3 separate regions of the Mus musculus genome follow, and all the other regions are linked to region 1. A link is a contact called in public ChIA-PET and Micro-C data. All regions are on one chromosome and are shown on one strand. Each heading gives the region's core, a stretch centred on a gene start, on an enhancer-like site or on the middle of the called end of the contact. The rest is flanking DNA. Distances are from core to core; before and after follow the strand shown.

Evidence for each region. A called contact is a pair of places that touch in the nucleus more often than the background predicts. ChIA-PET counts read pairs in DNA pulled down with a chosen protein or histone mark.
Region 2: a contact with region 1 is called in an RNA polymerase II ChIA-PET map of memory CD8 T cells, with 7 read pairs. The contact joins the promoter of Lime1 here to the promoter of Polr3k in region 1. A contact is called at or near these places in 2 of 39 promoter capture datasets (the 3T3-L1 cell line and pre-B cells), 1 of 15 datasets of contacts at CTCF or cohesin (the NIH/3T3 cell line), 1 of 484 Hi-C or Micro-C datasets (CD4 T cells), 1 of 115 datasets of contacts at active chromatin or transcription factors (memory CD8 T cells) and 1 of 9 other capture datasets (embryonic stem cells).
Region 3: a contact with region 1 is called in a Micro-C map of embryonic stem cells, with 7 times the contacts expected there. The contact joins the promoter of Tpd52l2 here to the promoter of Polr3k in region 1. A contact is called at or near these places in 1 of 39 promoter capture datasets (pre-B cells), 2 of 484 Hi-C or Micro-C datasets (the G1E-ER4 cell line and embryonic stem cells) and 2 of 115 datasets of contacts at active chromatin or transcription factors (large pre-B cells and memory CD8 T cells).

What each region holds. Positions count from the first base shown.
Region 1 is chr2:181,862,526-181,866,154 of GRCm38.p6, reverse strand. It overlaps Polr3k (polymerase (RNA) III (DNA directed) polypeptide K), which reads right to left and starts at 1,795. Exons shown (of 3, transcript NM_025901.3): 1 at 1,586-1,795; 2 at 122-209. The coding sequence starts at 1,696.
Region 2 is chr2:181,379,443-181,383,071 of GRCm38.p6, reverse strand. Lime1 (Lck interacting transmembrane adaptor 1) reads right to left here and starts at 1,837. Exons shown (of 5, transcript NM_023684.2): 1 at 758-1,837; 2 at 528-585; 3 at 369-456; 4 at 1-273. The coding sequence starts at 855. Zgpat (zinc finger, CCCH-type with G patch domain) reads right to left here. Exons shown (of 6, transcript NM_001048148.1): 4 at 3,383-3,502; 5 at 2,893-3,298; 6 at 2,279-2,697. The coding sequence ends at 2,559. It also overlaps a transcript of Zbtb46 not described here.
Region 3 is chr2:181,495,218-181,498,846 of GRCm38.p6, reverse strand. It overlaps Tpd52l2 (tumor protein D52-like 2), which reads right to left and starts at 1,705. Exons shown (of 9, transcript NM_001373959.1): 1 at 1,515-1,705. The coding sequence starts at 1,533.

The DNA of each region.
Region 1 (3,629 bases), core at 546-3,045:
CTCACTGGCCCTAATAACAGACAGGGTTACATTATAATAATAAATTTATTATTATTAAATATAATAACGAGTAATAATAAGCAGGGTTGAGTCCCTAGCTCTGTTATGGGAAAATCCTCACCTGCAGTAGAGTCCACATTCTCCCATGCAGCTGCTCCACCAAGCACGTCGTCCACTTCTTTTAGCTTTGGATACTTTCGGTTTGTTACCTAATAGAAACAAGACATCAGATTTGAAGTAATTGTACAGTTTTACAAGTGGGCCACCAAACTACAATCTCCCTCCAGCATTCCCTCTACAAAATTTATCTTCTTCAAAGAGCAGTGTGAGTCACTGAAATGTAGGGGTCTTGTGACTGGGATGTCCCCCAAAACAGCACAGAGGTTCAATGTCAAAGGTCTCTAGAAACAGAAGGAAACACCAGACAGAGCAGGAAGAAAAATCAGCCTAGTAAAACCTCACTCTTCTCTCATACCCCTCAGACACCTAATAATCCAACAGGAGTGACAGACATTTAACTGGGTATACCAGCACTCCCCAGGTCATTTTGGCTGCTTTCCTAAGTTTATCAGGCATCCTTCTAATTTCGAAATTATGTCACAACTCATCTTACCACAAATCCAGACTCTAAACTCCTACCATACAGCTCTAATGAGCAAACATTAAGAATGAGATGTCACCAAGGCCCAGTGGTGCACACCTGCAGTCACTGAGGTAAGGAGGAACAAAACAAGAGTTGAAGGGTACACAAAACACCAAGGGCTAGAAATACAGCTTTCTGGGCTCCAACACAAGCACCACACACACAAAATAGCAACAAGGATATAAAATATTAGAAGGCAATGCATTCTGTGAAAAATATAAAAGGAATGTGGATAAACTGAAAGTGCTGGGGTTTGGTTTGTTTCCTGTGCCTGTGCGTGCGTGTGTGTGCGTGTCTATGTGCTATGCAGCCCAGGTGAGCCTTGAACCTATTCTCCTGCCGCAGCCTCTCCAAGTGCTAAAATTATAGACATGCACAAACAGCCAGAAGGGCAGGAATCTAAATAAGGTAGCCATTATTTTAAAAGAGGAGAGGGAGAGAGAAAGGAAGAGGGAAACAGAGACGCATACATGCACACATACACGGGGGTAGGGGGTAAGGCGGAGAATGAATAAGTGTGATATGTGCCTGTGTAAGAATGACTCGGGCAAAAGGAAGGACCTAACAGTACTGCGTACATGGTGAAGATTCTCTAGAATAACGACAGGGGCTGGGAGCAAAAGAGCCACAAGAAGAACCCAAGGATTTCAAATCAGAGGCGAGGCGCGGACTGGTACGCCAAGGACAGCACGAGGGGAGTGTAGGTTTAAAAGGTATGAACTAAAATTCTCACAATTTTCGGAGTATCACAAAGTGGGCAACGGAGAGCTAGAGGGGGGTGGGGGGGCTTCGACGTGGCCGGAGCGACGCCACTGGAGCAGCGACTGCTGGACTTGGGGTACCACCGCAGCGAGAGCACAAAAGCCTGCAGGAAGGTCTGAGCGCGCCGACGCTTGCTGTGCCTCCCAGAAAGCAGAGAAGGCACCCGTCTGTGGAACTTACCTTACGGGTGATATTATGGACGTAGGGGCAAGTGTTGCAGGCGAAGCGATGGCAACGCTGCCCCTCCTCCACAATGAGTCCGTTCCCGCAGCCCGGGCAGAACAACAGCATACTGCCAGCTTCCACACCTCGCTTCTGTCTGGCGCTTCCGTGGTGCAGGCGCCCAATCAAAAGCCGTCTCACTTGCTCCGTAACTGGCAACCCGGGATCCTCAAGACGTTCCCAGTAGGCACTGCGGCGGGCAGCCTCGCACACTCCATTGGTCACCGCAGATAATCCTTTCCCATCCAGCCAATAGCATGCTGCCTGCACGCCCAGCCCTGTCGTTTCTGCGCGTGTGCACACGTCTCCCTAGCTGAAACGCCAAGAGGACTGGACCGATAATGCTGGCACCACCAGAGTACCCAGGTGAGAGGTTCTGGGTGATGAGGAGACACTTGCCGCACTCCGAGCCATGGACGTGTTACAGGAGGATCATGCTGCTCCGCAATATTCTCATCCGGAACGGACAGAAAATAACCAAATGTCCCAGGAACACTGTCCCCATTGTTAATACTACGTCTCAACTGCTGTCTGACTGACGTACGATATCCTATCTGGACCTGCCATTCCTCCATCTGGCCATTTCTTCACCTAGTTTCATTCTGCCCTTTCACTTACACAGCTAGACTCAACCCTGCAGGTAACAAATACCAGCAGCTCCTTTTCACAGACGTCCAGCTGACTCTTTTATCTCATTTCCTATAGACATTTATATTTCCCAGCTCTGGCTTCTCAGATTTCTTTGAAACTCCTTGCCTCTTTAATCCTCTGCAGTCATTCTGCAACATGCACATGTATGTGTGTGTTGTTTTCTGTTTGCTTTAACTATACACAAACTAAATATCCAGGGAGAGGAACCCCAATTGTGAAAATGTCACCATAAATTGACCAGTAAATAAGTCTCTGGGGGCATTTTCTTGAGTTAAAATTGGTAGGAGAGGGTCTAGCCCATTGGGGGCGGTGTCACCACCAAGCCAGTGGTCCTGGGTGATATAAGAAAGCAGAATGATGGGGCTGAAGAGATAGTTCAGCTGTTGCTTGTTCTTATAGTGAACACTGGTTTAATTCCCAGCACCAATATGGTAGCTCACAAACGTCCATAACCTCCAGTTCCTGAGAATCCAATGCCCTCTTCTGACCTCCGTAGGCACCAAGCACGTCTTTGGTGCACGAACAAGCATTCAAAAAAAAAAAAAAACAAACAAACAAAAACCCTCATACACTTAAGTAAGTCTAAGAACAAAATGGAGAGAGAGAAAAAAGCAATCTGAGAATCTGAGTAAATCATGAGGAGCAAACCAGTAAGCAGCATCCCACCATGGTAATGGCTTCTGTTTCTGCAGCAAGTTCCTGCATTGACTCCCCTAAACAATGGACTCTTGACATGTAAGCCAAATATTTATGGCTAGTTTTGTGTCAACCTGACACAGCTGGAGTTATCACAGAAAAAGGAGCTTCAGTTGGGGAAATGCCTCCATGAGATCCAACTGTAAGGCATTTTCTCAATTAGTGATCAAGGGGGAAAGGCCCCTTGTGGGTGGGACCATCTCTGGGCTGGTAGTCTTGGTTCTATAAGAGAGCAGGCTGAGCAAGCCAGGGGAAGCAAGCCAGTAAAGAGCATCCCTCCATGGCTTCTGCATCAGCTCCTGCTTCCTGACCTGCTTGAGTTCCAGTCCTGACTTCCTTGGTGATGAACGGCAGTGTGGAAATGTAAGGCAAATAAACCCTTTCCTCCCCAATTTGCTTCTTGGTCATGATGTTTGTGCAGGAATAGAAACCCTGACTAAGGCAAATTGGTACCAGCAGAGTGGGGTATTCCTGTGACAGCCTGACCATGTTTTGGGGAGGACTGTGGAAGGACTTTGGAACTTTGGGCTAGAAGATTCACTCAGTGTTAAGAGCTCTGTCAGATGTTGTGTAGGAGCTTGGAAGATAATGTTGAGAACAGTGCAGAAGATGGAGGCCTGGCTTGTGAAATTTCAGAGGGAAAATTAAAGACTCT
Region 2 (3,629 bases), core at 588-3,087, 480 kb after region 1:
CCCCAGGACCAAGCCTGGCACAACTAATGGTCAGCTGTGTTCCAGCCCACACCACAGGGCTAGCAGCCAGGCTGGCCCTGGGAATTGCAGCCAGCCCCACATTGGAATAAGTGGCCTCAGAGCTAGTAGAAGGTGCAGTTGCAGGAGCAGCAGGAGGGGCCCTGGGCAGCTGCCGTGGTGGGAAGGCAGAGTTGGGTACCTGAGACCTGGTGCTGCCCCTGGACATCTCTAGCCAGCGTGGATGCAGAAGATCCATGCTAGCAGGCCGTGGGGCTAGGGATGAAGTCAAGGCAGAAGTCACTGAGGGGCCAGCTCTAGTGGTGGGAGGCTGAAGCCAGCCCTACACTTATGGTTTCCCAGGAACTCACCTATGCTGGAGCGTGGGCCTCGGTGCAGCTCATGCAGTCTGGTGTCAGACTTGCTGAGGGAGCAGAGGTGGGTCTGTCTCAGCAGTGGCTAGGGAGCAAGGAAGGCTGGTTGATTCCCTGCTGTCTTCACCCTGGCCCCTGGGACAGTCTGGCACTCACCATTTCCACTGGTACCAAACTGTCCTGCAGCCCAGTTTGCTGCCTCTGAGCTCTCTTCCTGGGGGCAAGAGTGTTGTTAGTCTAGTAGGCAGAGGAAGGTGCACAGGTAGTCAGATGCTGGCCCAGGCTCAGTGTGGAAGCACATATAGAGCCGTCATATGGACTTCTCTATCGTGACTTCTGGCTCTGAACCATGCAGGGTGAGGGCAGACAGAATCCCAGGCACATACCTGTGGCAGGCTGTGCACAGTGCCCATAGCCAAAGGAGCAGGGAGAAGCAGCCCAGGACCCAGAGAGCTAGTGGGGCTGAAGGCACTGGTGGCCTCATCCTGTGAAACAGGGAAGAGAGCCCTGGGGACAGAAGAGATGAGCACTGGGGGCTGGCTGCGAGAGCAGTGTACAGCTGCAGCCTACTTGCAGATCTTGCCCACTAGTGGGTTCCTTCTCCCTGGTTGACTCAGCACACCGGAAACCCCCAAGCCTTGCATTTTTGCCGTGCTCTAGGGGGACCCACCTTTCCCTCTCTAGCTAGGGTTCCTGGTAAGAAGTGCTCTGCCTATCCCTGTTAGTTATCAGGAATGGAGATGGAGATAGAGGAGCATGGCCAGGGTAGCTATGACCTCAACTGAACAAGGGTGTATAACTGGAGCTCAAGCCCATCACCTGGGGAATCTCTGACTTCACTCTGACTCTGAGCCACAGACCACAGGTCTCACCTCCGGCCACCAATGCCCACAGAGTGACCCCTGTGTCAGGCAATCTTCCTAGACTACTCACTACAGAAAGGGTGGGTGGGGGAGGTGTGTGTCAATGAACAGGAGGAGCTGCTATGAGGGCCACGTACTCCCACCCTACTCCACACTTCCCGGGGCTCTGGGGCTTCCCTGGAGTTACCCTTTGCAGAGCTGATTAGGGTCTCACCCAGACGTTAAAGGTAAGTAAAATTGGGGTGAACAACAGCCTTCTGAGGTGAGGGCCTGTCTGTTCAGGCTTGGAGTGTAGGCTTCTTTCACTGAGTGGGCCCAAGCTGACTAACCTGGCTACAGCCAAGTTATCAATGGCCTAACCAGGCAGGGACTAACCCTCCCAGACCCCAGAGCATGGAGAGGCTTGGGGGCTGGCCCAGGATAAAGGGTGAGGGAGCACTTACCGAGGCCACCGGGGATTTGCTGCTTGGCCCTGTCTAGGACAGCCAGGAAGATCTTTGTGGGCTGCTGGTGACGCCTCACCTCACTTCCTGTGTTTCTCAGAGCACCTCCCAGCAGCCACACAGCTCTTGCGCAGTTGCTCCCACAGTCTCTGCTCTCCTCACACCTCATCATGGCTAATGCTATCACTAGGCAATTACCACAAAGACCAGCACAGTCCCCTCCACCCCAATGAGGCAGATACCCATTAATGAGGTGAACAAAGCAGGTGAACTGGATGGATTATCGTGGCAGCCAAAAACCAGAAATGAACCCCAAACCCACCCAAGCCAGGTCTGCCTGCTTTTCTCACTGACTGTATTCCTAAGGTGTTTCCATCTCACACACCCTACCTGCTTGTGAGTACTGGGACTGAAGAGCCACCTTAGGTTCTTACCCACTTGGTCAGAGAAGGGAAAAGGGAGAATGTTTTTCTCTTGGACTCTTGGACCCTAGACAGAGGCAGTGGCCTCATTTGGTACTCCCACTGCCCACCTGTCTACTCCCAGGACCTACACAGATCCCTGTGTCCCCAGAAATCCTGAAGCCAGCTGAGTCTCCACTGAGAGAATTGTGATGAAATCACTTTAATGTCCTAAGGAGACACCCCAAGACACTGGTAGGTGGGCTTGGTGGGCAGATAAGTGTTCAAAATCAGCCCTGATGTCCCACCTCTACTCAGCAGTGTTCACACTCTAGGCTGACAAGGCTAATTAAGGGGCATCCTAAGAAGGGGCTGGTTCCTCTTCCAGGTGCTGTTTAGGCATCAGGGTGACAGCTGTCTTTCTGCCAAGGCAGTTTGGAGCTGGGTCCCAGGGCTCTATCCACAATACAGGCAGGGCCGCTAGAACTCTGTCATCTTCCTGTGAGTGTCTGCCTTCCGCTGTTTCCTCTGTAGGTCAGCCTCCTGAGCACGCAGCTGACCCAGCTGCCGCTGGGCTCCCTCCAGCTTCTCCTGCAGATGGGCTGTCGTCATATTGTGCCTAGGGAGAGCCTGCTGGTCAGCATTGCCTCCTGGCTCCCCACTTCCAAGCCCTCAGCTGCTATAGCCAATGCCTGTCCTCTAATATCTAGACCACCTCAGACTCAGCTGCTACTCAGGTCAGGTAACCTTTAGCAGGTATCCTCTGGGCATAGCCACTGGAGCCCATACTGCCTCAGCTGGATCCCACACATACCGGCCAGTGTTCCGGGTTAGGGCCTCCTGGATGCCCCGGATGTCCCGTTGGGTCCGCTCAATCTTCTCCTCAGTCTGGAAGAGCTGCAGGCTCAAAGCCTGCTTGGCGCTCTTGCTGGCGTGATACATGTCTTTGTTCCTTCTCTCTGGGGTATCCACCCCAGCATCTGGGGTCCCAGGAACCTGGCTTTGCAGTTTTTCATTCAAAAAGTCAAACACATTCCGGGGGGGTGGGCGGCCCTCAGGTCTACTACCACTCCTCCGGCATTTTGGAGGCCTGTTGGACCCAGCCTGGCCTCGCTTTGTCTTCTTCTGCAGTATCTCTGCACACTGGTCCAGTGATTTCCCTCTAGGCAACACTACAGCATGGATGGGCTCCACCCGGCCTTCTGCATGCCGGCCCAAACCTGAGAAAGACAGAGGCTGTGCTACCTGCTAGACCTTGAGCTGTGTTAAGGACTCCCTCTCAACTCAGGGCAGCAGGCACTCACCCTTGCCAAACTCATAGCCCATCTTGACGAGGAGTTTGGAGCCAATGCCCCGTGTGTGTACCTCCCAGCCAGCAAAGGCAGAACTGCAGGTCCCAGTGTCCACCGTGCTTGGTTCCACCACTGCAGGAGACAGAGGATTCCAAGTTGTGGGCTCCAGCCAAGGTTACCCAAGAACTTAGTTCCTGTGTAGGGCCTGATCTCCTGGACTTGAGGTCCCCTCAAGTTCCCCAAGCATGCTGTGCACACT
Region 3 (3,629 bases), core at 456-2,955, 370 kb after region 1:
CTAACTAGAATCACGTTGTCCCTCCCAGTCAGAGTCAACAATAAAAGCTGAGAGTCCCTCACAGCTTGAAACTGAGCTGCAAAGATGACTCAGAAGAGAAAGGTTTCAAAGCCGAGTTTTGAGACCAGAGCAGCTGCCCAGAAGAAGCAGATACCAGGCCAATTGCTTGGAAGAGGTAAACCTCTTTATAACTGAGGCTCCTCGAAAGGACACTTTCCAACCTGTTGAGCTGCCTGCAGGCTGTGTATTGTGTTCAAGGTTCTCAGCTTTGTGAACTATCACCCAGGTTGGGGTGGAATTTGCTGTTGCGACCATCTTTGGGTCATTTCTGCTCCTGTAAGTAACCCCTTGCCCATATCCCTGTAAATAACCCTAATAATGCACATTACTTCACTAAAGTAGACTTTGGTGGTATCTGTACCTTTGGTCTGTTCTGAGTTCCCTAGCTGGGATGAGTAGATAGATGTGTGATGCATCTTCCAGGAAAGGTTTTTTTTTTTGGGGGGGGGGTTGTTTTTGTTTTTCGAGACAGGGTTTCTCTGTATAGTCTTGGCTGTCCTGGAACTCACTTTGTAGACCAGGCTGGTCTCCAACTCAAAAATCTGCCTGTCTCTGCCTCCCAAGTGCTGGGATTAAAGGCGTGTGCCACCACACCTGGCTTCCCAGGAAACATTTTGTCACACAACAATGACTGAGTCACATCCTTAGCAGTGTCATTCCAGGGACCAGAATCTACTACTTAAAGATGAAAATAAAACAGTAGATAGCCTTCTGAATTTGCAAATTCCCTTCACAGTAGAAAAAAAAATCCAGAATGTATAAAAACCCAAAATTCTAATGCTTAGGTAATGTGTTAGTGCAAGCCAAACAGTAGAAAGGTTTTTTTTTAATTTAGCCAGTGTAGTTAAGTAAGCATCCCCAGTGTACCACCTTCTCAAGATTTTAATCTCCTGAGCCTGAACCACACTTCTCCGTAGCAACTCCTTACTGGCCTCAGGTGTCTGTTTTGGCAACAGATCTGGTGTTCTGGGTGTGCCCCTGACTCACTCAACCCTTCTCCCTTGAGAATCTCTAAGTAGGCTACAGTGGCGTTACCACCCAAGAGGCGCTGCTCCAAACACAAGGATAGTTGCACCGCCCCTTCCCCGTAGGGAGCCGCCCACAACGTCTCCGCAGGAGCCTAGCACCAGATGTGGTATCCCCTACGGCCCAACGAAAGATAAAGAGCTGCAGAGCCAGCGAGAGGACAGAGGGTGAAGCGCATTAAGGAGAAATGTCTGGAGTTATGAAACTCTAGGAACTGAGAGGGAGCCGAGGAACGCCGCTTCGCAGTGCTCCGAAGGGAGGCCGAGGCGCCAGGGCACACACAGCAAGACCATCGGGAGCCTTGAGGTCAAGGGCCTCTTGGCCGAAGAGAAACAGCGGATTGGTTTGGCAGAGGCTGAGGGGGGGCCGAGTCGCGACTCGGAGGGCGGGAATGCGGCACAGCCCCTGCCCATCCACGGTGCGGGTACCTTGGCTAGCAGAGTCCATGTTCAGGCGGCAGCTGGGTGTAGCTGGCGTCGGTGCTGGGATCGCAGGTCCTACAGGAGCCCAGCCCCGAGGACTGCAAGCTGGCAGCTTCGTACACACGAGCCAGTGGAACTGTAGGGCCGCAGTCGCTTACGTAATCAGCGACGCGCCGCCTTCCTTCCGCTCGGGTTCGTACTCCGCCTTCTTCCCGCCCTCGGTGAAGTAGTGTCCAATAAGAACGTCTTCTGGCCCCACCTAAGACAAATCTTTCAATTTGATAGGTCAGACTGCAGCGAAGCAGGAAGCAATGCTTCTAGTCTGGTTCCACAGTAAGATTCTAGGGTGAAAAAGGGCAGAACAGCTGAAGCTCGAGGCATGGGTGGTTCGGATTGTGTTGCAGTTCGCCGACTTCCCACCTTTAACCTCGGCTGCCCACAAGACTTCTGACTTTGCACCTCGACAGGTCAAACTCAGGCCTATGTACTCCCCAGTCCCCTGTCAACCTCTCCCCACCCCCTGTAAATTCTTTTGGTTTTTGAGTCAGGTTGCTTGCAGCAAAGGACGACCTTGAATTTACTGTGATCTTCCTGCGTCCACCTACCTAGAGCTAGAATTACAGGAGCAAACCATCACAGCTGATTTATACCGTATTGGGGATCGAGAATTCAGAGCTTAATGCATACTGGGCAAACATTGTACCAATTAACTTGCTTTTGCAACCTCTTTATGGAGACTTTTTATTGTCTAGGGAGTGCACTAAAAGTGTAGAGAGCGCGATTCGTCTTCTTGCCCTGCAGGTGCCGCTGTCTCCAGCTGGATTCCCACACTAGTAGGCCAGCTGTTTGGGGGCTGCTGGGCGGCTTGTATTCTGGTACTGGAAGAGTTCACACAGCACTGAACACCTCAGGGACCTGTTGGACCCTCCAAATAACTGAAGCCCAGCCCAGTGTAAGCACTCCGGTATTTTCTCACTTTCTTTTCACAGCATCAGGTGAGCCAGCACTGGCGCCCCCTCCCAGTTTACAGATGAGCAAACTGAGGCTAAAGTAAATTTCCAAAGATCACTCCAGAGCTTTGAGGTTCTTTTTTTTTTTTTTGATTTATTTATTTATTATATGTAAGTACACTGTAGCTGTCTTCAGACACGCCAGAAGAGGGCGTCAGATCTCGTGATCAGATGGTTGTGAGCCACCATGTGGTTGCTGGGATTTGAACTCCTGACCTTCGGAAGAGCAGTCGGGTGCTCTTACCCACTGAGCCATCTCACCAGCCCCGAGCTTTGAGGTTCTTATGGTTTTAGTGTGTCAACACTGACAGGAGAACAAGAGTGCCCCCCCGCCCCATTCCAAATGAGGAAGTCGTGACCATTGGGCAACTCTCTGCTAAAAGCAAGCCTTCCAATTTCTTTTGGCCCTTAATATTTTTCAGAAGAAAAAAAATCCTTAAAACAATATTCCCCCTCTTTCAGAATTGTCCCACCTACAAGATTGAATTTTCAGGGCTGGTTAGATGGCTCAGTAGTTAAGAGCATTGACCACTCTTCCTGAGTCCAATTCCCAGCAATCACTTGGTGGCTTACAACCATCTGTAATGGGATCTGATGCCCTCTTTTGGAGTGTCTGAAGACAGCTACAGTGTACTCATATACATAAAAAAGGTTGAATTTCCCTCTCCAGCTAGGCCCCAGTGAGTACTAGTTCCTAGATGCTTCCCACTACCTGTTCCTTCTCTGGCTCTTCTCCCTGCACGTGTCTTCTTGCACAGGACTAGGTGCTTCATTGAATGTGACAGTATCCTGTTCAAGGCTGTCCACTAATATATCTTCTCCATTTACCATTTTGCTTAACCCAGCCTGGTCAGCCCCTGCCCACAGGGCTGGAAACCACAAGAGCATTAGTCCCTTCTTCATGTAGTGAGTGACCACAGTACAGACAGTGGAAAGCTGAACATCTGACATTCATTTTGCATTCTTGAGCCATGAACAAGACCCAGACCTAGCTTAGGTCTGGCCCAAGATGACACCCAGTAACAAGTGGGTAACATTAACATCTGGTAACGATTCAGGATCTCTAGGACTCACGCCACTCTGTGCCCTGTTAATATAGGTCTGCAGTCCC